Linked DNA regions of Mus musculus: regions 2 and 3 are each linked to region 1. A link is a contact called in public HiCAR-type and promoter capture Hi-C data. All regions are on one chromosome and are shown on one strand. The core of a region is the stretch at or near the end of the contact, and the rest is flanking DNA. Distances in the headings are between cores, read along the strand shown.

Region 1 (2,998 bases), core at 181-2,680:
TCATATCAGTTCATTAGCTTTGGAATTAACACTAACTTGTTAAAAATCTCCAAAAGCATCTGAAATGCAGTGTTCACTTTCCCTCATAACCACTGATGCAAAATCAAGGTAGGAACTCATCTACTAGAAAATATCCATGGGAAAGGATGCTTGCTCCTCAGCAACTTAAACTTCAGTTTTTAAATGTAAATAAGAGAGCATCAAACAGGCTCCCTCTATAAGGACCTGTACACAGACTCAATCCTGATTTTCATTCTTTATCGACAGAAAAAAAAATCTGCTATGATCCTAAAAGTATACTAAGAATGCACCTTATCAAAATGTATTATGCATATTTTATAGGAGTTATTATAATAGATATTCCAAAATTTAGATTCATTTAGAAATCTCAAGAAAAATATCACCAAAGGGAATTTCTCCTGACAGCTGTGTAATTTGTTATCATCTCTTTCTACTGCTGGTCATGAATGAAATTTTAGATTCTACTACGCGGAACAAATGAAGCAATTAATGAAAGCATTCAAATTAGAACAGAGGAGGTGGGGGGGGGCGATGAAAGAGGAGGCAGATCCTGTTAAACCCAGTGAGAAGACAAAATAACACCAGAATGTACATGCAACCGATTATAACAGATATCGTAATCGATTATGCAGGTCACTGACTGTTCAGAGGCATGCGAAAACACAGGTACGCACACTCACACACCCACGGACTCAAAACCTACAGAACAGGTGGATCGGCAAAATTCTCCACCGGAGGAAAACTAGATAGTTTTCAGTTTAATTATTAATCAGGCCAGTCTGTCACTTCACCCAGAGGTAAAACCTCAGAGCCTCTTTTTTAAATCAGCTTTGGCAACTCTGCAAGACGCTGCTTCTTTCCAGAAAAGCGAAATCTGACGCACGCCCATCACTGGGCGCGAAGAGAAATCATCTCCTTGCAAGCAAAGGAGGGTCCGGGAAGTATAAGGATTGGGGAGAGGGACCAGAGCTGGCTCTCTGGCGGTCAGAAGTCGGGGTCCGGAGTCTGGGTGGGGGACGAGGGGTCGCGGAGGCGAGGATGCCCTGCCCAGCACGAAGCAGGAGACTTCGAGTGCCAGGAGAGCTCCGAGTCGGAGCGTTCCATCTGAGCCCGAGAGAAGCCCGGGAGGTGTGGGCGCGCAGGTAAGGGAGGGCCGTACCTGGTACTCGGGGTACTCGAACATGTAGCTCATGCTGCACTTGTTTTCCTCGAAGCCGAAGAAGACATCCCACAGCCCCAGGGTCGCCAGAAACACCATGAAGACATAGAACGCCAGATTCCAGAGGTTGACTGAGTGGAGAAACATGGTGCAGACGAGCGCCTCTACACCAGGAGAAGCTCGGCAGCCTAGACAGAGCGAGGGAAAGACTCCGGTGCCAAGCCGTGCCCAGCTGAGCAGCGCGCGCCTGCGCGGAGCCCGCCAGCACCCCCTCCCCTTCGCCTGCCGCTCAGCGCGCCTGCGCAACTGCGAGCAGCCGGCCCGCGGTGCCGCCCACGGAGGAGGGGGCTGTGGGCGTTTGCAGCGTGAGCGAGATTGTGTGCCTAAAAAATGGAATGAGAAAGCGGAGTGGGCTGGGCTGGAGGGCATGGAGAGAAAAGGGAGGGGGCGAGAGGGGCGGGGGGACGGGGAGTGGAGGAAGAAAGGGAGAGGGGGATGGGAGCGCGGGATCCCAGAGGCAGGAGAGGGAATGGCCGGGTGGGTACCGCAGGAATTGGCCAGGGGCAAGGATAACGCCCTAGAGTCCAGAGACTGTTAGAGATTCAGAGCTAACTGGCCAAGAGAGGCGGCACATCAAAGGCGTGTCAGGTGGCTGTCACGCACACCTTCCCCTGCAACAGTTTCAAACCCCATCCTGTTCAATTTTGAACCATCTCGGGCCTCCGCAATTTCGCTTCAAGGACCAACTAGCTTGATTCCAGAAGAGACAAATGGCTTTCCCCCTTCCTCTTAGACCACCGACTTGGGCCCTGTAGGTAGTAACAACACCTGCTCATTGAAACAAAACACACGACAGTCAAAGGAAATCCTGTTCTTGGTGGAAGCCTTAATCAGACGAAGTCTAAAAAAAAAAAAAACAATATAAAAATACCTACCAACATGATGTTCCCAGTTGGTACCTGCAGGACCAGGTCGGCACTGACTTGAGGTGCTCTCCAAGTCCCCCATGTCTCTGGGGACTGGTTCCACAATGACGTTAGAAGAGAATTTTGCTCAAGCTTCCACTCTTTCTCATAACTTAGTTCATTTTGAAGAATTTCCATTTGTCTTTACACAAAGGAAGGGGTTTTAAAAAAGCAAATTAAACCCATTGATAATACTTGTAACAGCTTCGAAACGCTGAAATGTTATGAGGTGTCAGCCCTTAAAGCTAACCAGACAGCAGATGAGTTTTGTGTGTGTGTGTGTGTGTGTGTGTGTGTGTGCGTGTGTGTGTGCACGTGCGTGCGTGCTGCTAACTTCAGAATTTTACTTAGAATGATCTTTGGCACTGACTCAATTTTATTTTATTAGATTAATTTTCTAGCAAATATTTTGAGGAAAGCTGGATAGGATGCATGAAATCAAAGAATTTCAAGACCGAAAAGGAAGCTAATTGTTTATCTTATACAAAACCCTGCTATTCACATCAAGAAGCTACAATCCAAAGGTAAAAGGGTAACAATTTTTTTAACCCTAGACAGAAACACTTGGATATCTAAGCAAATACACCTAGCTACAAGATACGGACTATTTGTAAAGAGAGGACTGGGAAAATGGACTGGTGAGCTGCTTTGAGGTATGGAGGTAGATTTGGAAGGGCCAGGAAAGTCTGGGTAATACTGAGTAGCAGGGCAATAGTTAGCTAATAAGCATTTAAGGCATACCATGTATGTTTTGGATGTTGTGGTGTGCCCCTTGGTATAGGAGTTATTTGTCCTATGCTGTGATGATACCCTGGGACAAACAACTTAAGGAAAGGTTTGTTTTGGCTCACAA
Region 2 (2,998 bases), core at 348-2,847, 2.4 Mb after region 1:
CCGGGGGAGGCCCCTTGACGTCGGGGCTGCCGCTTCTTCGGTCGGGGCTGTCCCGAAGACACGGGCTCTCGCTCCGCCGCTCCATGCTGCTCCGATTTGGAGACAAAGTTCCCACCGGCAGGTCGCAATAAAACGCGCAGGGACCTAGGGAGGGGGCGGAGGGGAGGAAAGGGGGAGGGAAAAAAAAAAGAGGGAAAACCGCTCACACACGTGATAGACGATCAGGCCAGTGGCAGAGCACTGCACCGCAGCCACACAAACTTCCTCCCACGCTGCAGAAGGGTACCGAAGGGTCCCGGGAAAGCAAGTCCCAACCAAACAAACACTGGAGGTCCCAAAGCTGCCCAGAACTTGAGGTACTAAGACCTGCTCTGTCTCAGGTCCCAAGAGTTAGCCCTCAGTTGTGTGGACAGAGTCGGACCTCGAAGCCTTTAAGCAGTACCCCATTCATTGCGGGCAGCGCTGGCATTATCCTCTCTTTGATAAAGAGCCACCACCACCATAAGCCCCACTTGGGGTGTCAGGGTTTTGAAAGGAGCGTACTTATGGGCGAGAGGTCCCACCAGGCCAGGGAGGGAGCAAGGACTTACACGGGTCCTTAAGCAAATTAATTGCTTGATAAATGCGCTGTGGATGGCCAAGCTGGATCAATGGATCCATGGAATCCCCACCTTTTACCTTTATGGACCAAGTACACTTGTGTACACAAACACACACCTTTGCACACAAAAAAATTAACTATAATTTCACGTGAGCGAGCATCCCAAAACACTCTGAGATTTGGAAAGGCTACCCTCCATCCCAGGATCACAATTATTATTTGGGAGCATTCTTATCTTCATCGTATCCTGGATGTGGTTGTTGTTTTTTAAGCCATTAAGCGTACAACATAAGAGAAAGAAATCTTGATTCTTAGGTACAGGAGCAGGCTTCATTAATCCTAATTTCTAAATCTGGAAAGTTTTTCTCGAGGTCCCTAGGCGAGCAGTGCTCCATACTCTTCAATTTTGGAGGAGTGACCCGGAAGAAGGGAAAACACCTGATGAAACGGCGCCCACATTGTCACTGAAACCCATGAAAGGAACCCCTAATACACCAGGGGCTCTGAGAATCCTCTAAGAGCGCTTTGGACGCGGGAGAAGCCTAGTCGCCACGAGTCCAGACGAGGTGGTGGTGGGGGACAGAGAGGAGTTAAGAAGAATGCGAAAGATGTAGGGAGTGCTCGGAGGGGTTGCCAGTGAAGGCTCCACCGCACTTCCCGGCTTCGCCTAAGCGCGCGTGAGAGCCAGAGCCCCAGAACAGCCGGGGAACTTAGCGCGCCCAGGGCTTCCCGAACTACAGGCGCCGCGTGGGAGCCCTCGCCCAGCGTACTTACTGCTCACGGTCTGTCTGAAACTTGGCTGGCTGGGGCTCTGTCCATGGAGCAAAAGTAGAGAATCCAGGGTGGAAAGTTTTTGGTGAATTGTAGTGTTGTCCTAGTCTTCCTTTCTCTTTCCTCCTTCCCCTTTCCTTTTCCTCTTCCCCGGTCCTAGCGTTTAAGGTCCTGGGTCAGGGTGTCTTCTTCTGGTTCGGAGATGGTTGTTATGATGATGGGGGCGGGGGGCAGTGAGGGAGGAGGAGGAGAGGGAAAGGAGGACTCCTCCAAAGGGGCACCAGAGCGAGCGGGGGAGGGGACGGCGGAGGAGGGGGGGGGGAGAGGGGGCTGAAAGAGCCTTTCACACCTTCGGGTAGAAGACCGGTTCTGGAGAGAAAGGGCTGAGGACTGGGAGGCTGCGGCGGCTGCTGGCTCCTACAGCCGCTAGCTCCAGAGGAGGCGCGGCCAGAGTCGCGGGGACGTTGCCACCAAGAGCGGGGAAGGTGCGGAGACCCCGGACCGCGCGCAAGAGAAAACGCGGCGGCCGCACAAGCTGTCACCTCCAACCTCTCCCCTCGCGGCTGCCTCTGCCAGAAGCCAGAGCCGGACTCACTGACAAGCCGCAGAGAGAAAGACACTGAGAGGGAGATGATTATTAGTTGCGTTGAGTCATCAGGCAAAGTGAGTCCTTTTGGGTTGTCCTCGGTTTCCGATTTCTCCCCCTCCCCCTTTCGGTCCCCAGATCTAGCGCCTTCAAAATAATAATTTGGGGTGGGGGTAGGGGATGTCTCTGGGTTATTTCGGGATGGGAATGGGGGGGACGGATCTAAACCCAAGCCAGACTGGTCCACCGCAATGAAGGAGGGGAGTGGGGGGCGGGGAGGAGGGCTGGGGAGGTTGCGGGGGGAGGGGGGCCCCGCCTGGCAGGAAATTAAACATCAATCAATCAATCGCTGTGAGCACGGCGACCCAAGGAGCCGGGCTGCGGAGGAGGCACAGGGATAGGCGAGGGGGTGGGAGTCAGGGAAAAAGGAGGAAGGGGGGAGTCGGAGGTGGGAGCGGGGTGGCAAGGACCTCATGCACCGGGCGACGAAGGACGGATGGCTGAGGACTGAGTGTGGCGCGAGGCGGTGGCCACGGCCGACGAATGGGTGCGTCTAAGCGCTGACGAACGCCAGGGCCCAGGGTCTGGTCCTCCTCCTTGTAGCAAGTCCAGGGCGCAGCCGCCTCGCCCAGCCCCTAGGCGCACTCGTCCCGGCGCGCAGGCTGCGGCGACTAGGCGGGCGCTCCGTGTCGCGGCTCGCCGCAGAGGCGCAGGCTGGCGCTCGGGAGGCGGCAGAGGCTGCCTCGTCTCCGGGCTCTGTTAATTGCGCCGCCGAGTACTTTCGACTTTGGAGATAGGAGGGCGATCGCCTCCCCCACCCACCGCCTCCGCCCACCACCCACCGCCTCCGCCCCTCGGAGCAACTTTTCTCGGTGCGAGCGAGCTCCCCATCTGCTCGGAGCCGACCGGCCCGGCCCGAAGCGCTCCCGGCCGCGTTTGGGGAAGGCCACTTCTCCCTCAAATCCCGTGCGGCCGCGGGTCCGGAACAATAGCCCGGGTGTCCCGAACGCCTGGAGCGAGACTCCGCCCGTCCGGCTGGC
Region 3 (2,998 bases), core at 288-2,787, 2.1 Mb before region 1:
TGGAATGGCAGGCTAAGCATAAGATGGTCAAGTCAAAAAAAAAAAAAAAAAAAAAAAAAAAAAAGAAAAAGAAAAGAAAGAAAGAAAGAAAGAAACAAATTATCTCCCTAGCACTTCTTGAAATTATTTTCTTTCAAGATGTAATGTTCCAGTATCTAAACTGGAAACAGAGATGAAGAAGGCTGACTGCACTGCCTATCTACAAATTCTCAACAGCATACTTATTTATCTGCTTGAGCTTACTGAAAGAACAGAATTAAATGTCTCAAAAGATGCAAGCTGGAGGAAGAAACCTTCAATCCAAGTCACTTGTGCTGGCACAGAAGCTGGGTGTGAAGCAGCTCTTTGAATCTCAGGAAGATAGCCTCCACCCTGGTCGGCTATCCGATACAATGGACCCTATACATCCTCTCTCCAGTATCTCTTCTTAAAACCGGCAGATGAATTATAAATGTCATAACATATATTGTACAAAGAAAGATTTTTCAAAAAGTGAATATTTAAAAAGGGTAATTCGCTGCGTGTACAAAACAGCGAACCATTTCGGATGTGACTAATCTTATTTTAAATTCGGTTCCTCTGCTCCTATGCAATCTAATATTAACTATTAAAACTGCCAAAATATTTTTATACGAGATCTTAGAATCTCCTTAGAGATTCTGATCTTTGCACTCCGTAAAGTTGGCAGGCACGTCACTGGCAAACCAATCGGTAGTGACAACTTACTCCAAACCAGCTCTTTCGGATCAAATTGTAAATTAGCAGGCAATCCAAAATTTCCCAAGCCTCCCTGAGCCAGGGCACGGTTCCCGCTGGTCGCCCGCTGCAAAACTTGGTCAGCTCAACCTACAGACGCAAATTCCAGCTCTACCCAGGAGATTCCTTGCAGATCTCCCGGGTTGACCGTACTTCGGTGTCTGTCCCCGTAAGGTCACACACCTGCGTCCAAAGCTTCTCTGTCCTACACGTGTCTGCACATTCCCCACTCAGCCTCAAAGGCTCGGCGACTCCCGCTTCCCTGCACCTGGGTGCCAAGTTTCTGAAAGCCACTTCCAAGCAAAACTCTCCTTCCGCTCTGAAAACACAACTACAGTAGGAAGGGGCGGATAACAGGAAGAAAGCGGAGACTCAGCGGCACTTTTCGGAAGTCCCTGGTCGCCCCGGAGCTGGCACCCCACGCGGGCCCGCGAGCGCGTCCTCCCCGCACAGCCCGCGCCCCCCGCCCGGCAGGACGCGACGGCCCCGCCGAGCCACGCGTCCGCGCCCCCCGCTCCATCTCGAGGCCCTCCCGGTACCTACGCGGCCCGCAGCTGCGGCGCGCTCCGCGACGACGGCTCTGCCGGGCTCCTGCGGCGGCTGCGGCGGCCGGGACGCCCCCGCGCCCATCGAGGGGGGCAGGGACGCGGTGGGCGCGCGCTCCGTCCCCCGCCCGCCCCGACGGCGCTCGCTCGGTCGCGCGGGCGGAGGCTCGGGCGGAGGCGGGCGGCGGCGGCCCCGGGCGCCCTCCCTAGGCCTCTCCCGCCGCCCCTCCCTCGGCCTCTCCCTCTCCCTCCCCCGCCACCTCCGCCGCCCCCGCCCCGCCCCGCGCGCTGTCACATCGGGAGATTCCGCTCTTGCTCCATTCGCCGCTCCGGCTCCCGCCCACGCGCGGCCGAGTGACGCAGATCCCGGCGTGGGCGGCCGCGGGGCGGGGGTGGGGGCCGGCGGGGCTGAGGCTCGGCGCGGTCCCGGGGGTGGCCCATTCCCACGGCAGCTGGGAGCGCGCGGGTGGGGGCGCGCGCGCGGGTCGGAGGAGGAGGAGGCTTCCGTGGATCCGCGGACAGCGCTGCCTGCCAAGCCCCGCACCGGGCCCGCCCAGGAGGGAGGGGGTGGGGGGGGTACAGAACCGCAGGTGCGGTGCGGACCTGTCCCTCCTCGCCCACTCCACCCTGTCCCCACCCTCGCCCAGGCCTGGTTTGAGGAGGGAGGAAAGGGAAACTCTGGCCTGGTGGCTTAATGACACCCTTTTCATGTCTGGAAACCTTGTGTTACTTTACAGGCCATTCTCTGTTGTCTTCCTGTAGGCAAATGACACACTCCTGGTGCTGTCTTGAGCGTGTCAAAATAGAGTTCTTAAGGCAAGGTGTAGACATTTTGAGCTTGGTTTGCATAAACTTTTCTAGCCAAAGAAAGTGTTACAGCACCTCAAAAGCTAAAGCTATTGCCAAAATTTTAAGGGGAAAAAAATTAAATCTATTTTTGCCTTCCTTGGGGAGGGGGTTTCAAAGAAAAGAATTCAAGTTTTAATGGTGTGCTCTTACTGCAATACAGGTAGAATCCTGTTTTAATGTACATATAAAAATCCAGTTTTATATAGGAGGCCGTTCCCACTTCCTGGCTGGCCTCCCAGAGTGTGCCTACTTGGTTGAAGGGGATACAAGGCATTCTTTGAGAAGAGAAATTCTTTAAACCACATCTTTATGTTGCAACAATGGGTGGGATGATAATATTGAAAGAAAAAGACCTTATTAAATAAACCATTTTTTCTTTTTGTAAAAACATGTTCTACAAATGAGTGATGTCAATGGAATAGATATGTACTTAAATGCATAAATATATAAACATATAGTTACATGGTTAAGTATACATTTAAGCTGAAATATCTTCCCTGTTAGTGACAAGCCTGTCTAGAATAGTTGGTATTTTAAATAATTATTCTTAGTTCCTCAAATTCTTCAGAAGAAATAACAGCTACAAGTGTCTCCCTGCCACTCCAATTGTCAGTGTTTATGCTCCTGCTCAGCGAAGAGGAATTTAATTTGGGTGGTTGTAGTACAGTCAGGGCTACTGAGACAATTTCTTGGCCGGTGTGGAAAGGTAGAGGTTAATGGGTAGTCGAGCAATGAAATCCGCAAAATTCTTCTAATTCTTCACTGGGAACTCTGATGGTTTGCAAACATTGTTGCTTCTGAAAAGCCTAGGGGGAGGGGTGCGTGTAGCTTTATGCCACGCAGTTAGT

The links. Promoter capture Hi-C pulls out the DNA fragments that hold promoters and counts their contacts. HiCAR-type assays count read pairs that join an accessible place to other places.
Region 2: a contact with region 1 is called in a promoter capture Hi-C map of liver, with 2.5 times the contacts expected there. The contact joins the promoter of Satb2 here to the promoter of Pgap1 in region 1. A contact is called at or near these places in 2 of 39 promoter capture datasets (hippocampal neurons and liver) and 1 of 115 datasets of contacts at active chromatin or transcription factors (astrocytes).
Region 3: a HiCAR-type map of astrocytes shows a contact between it and region 1, with 4 times the contacts expected there. The contact joins the promoter of Nab1 here to the promoter of Pgap1 in region 1.

Annotation. Positions count from the first base shown.
Region 1 is chr1:54,556,254-54,559,251 of GRCm38.p6, forward strand. Pgap1 (post-GPI attachment to proteins 1) reads right to left here and starts at 1,431. Exons shown (of 27, transcript NM_001163314.2): 1 at 1,181-1,431. The coding sequence starts at 1,327.
Region 2 is chr1:56,969,737-56,972,734 of GRCm38.p6, forward strand. Satb2 (special AT-rich sequence binding protein 2) reads right to left here and starts at 1,598. Exons shown (of 11, transcript NM_139146.2): 1 at 1,376-1,598; 2 at 1-144. The coding sequence starts at 85. 9130024F11Rik (RIKEN cDNA 9130024F11 gene) reads left to right here and starts at 1,733. Exons shown (of 2, transcript NR_024326.1): 1 at 1,733-2,035.
Region 3 is chr1:52,498,911-52,501,908 of GRCm38.p6, forward strand. Nab1 (Ngfi-A binding protein 1) reads right to left here and starts at 1,538. Exons shown (of 8, transcript NM_008667.3): 1 at 1,300-1,538.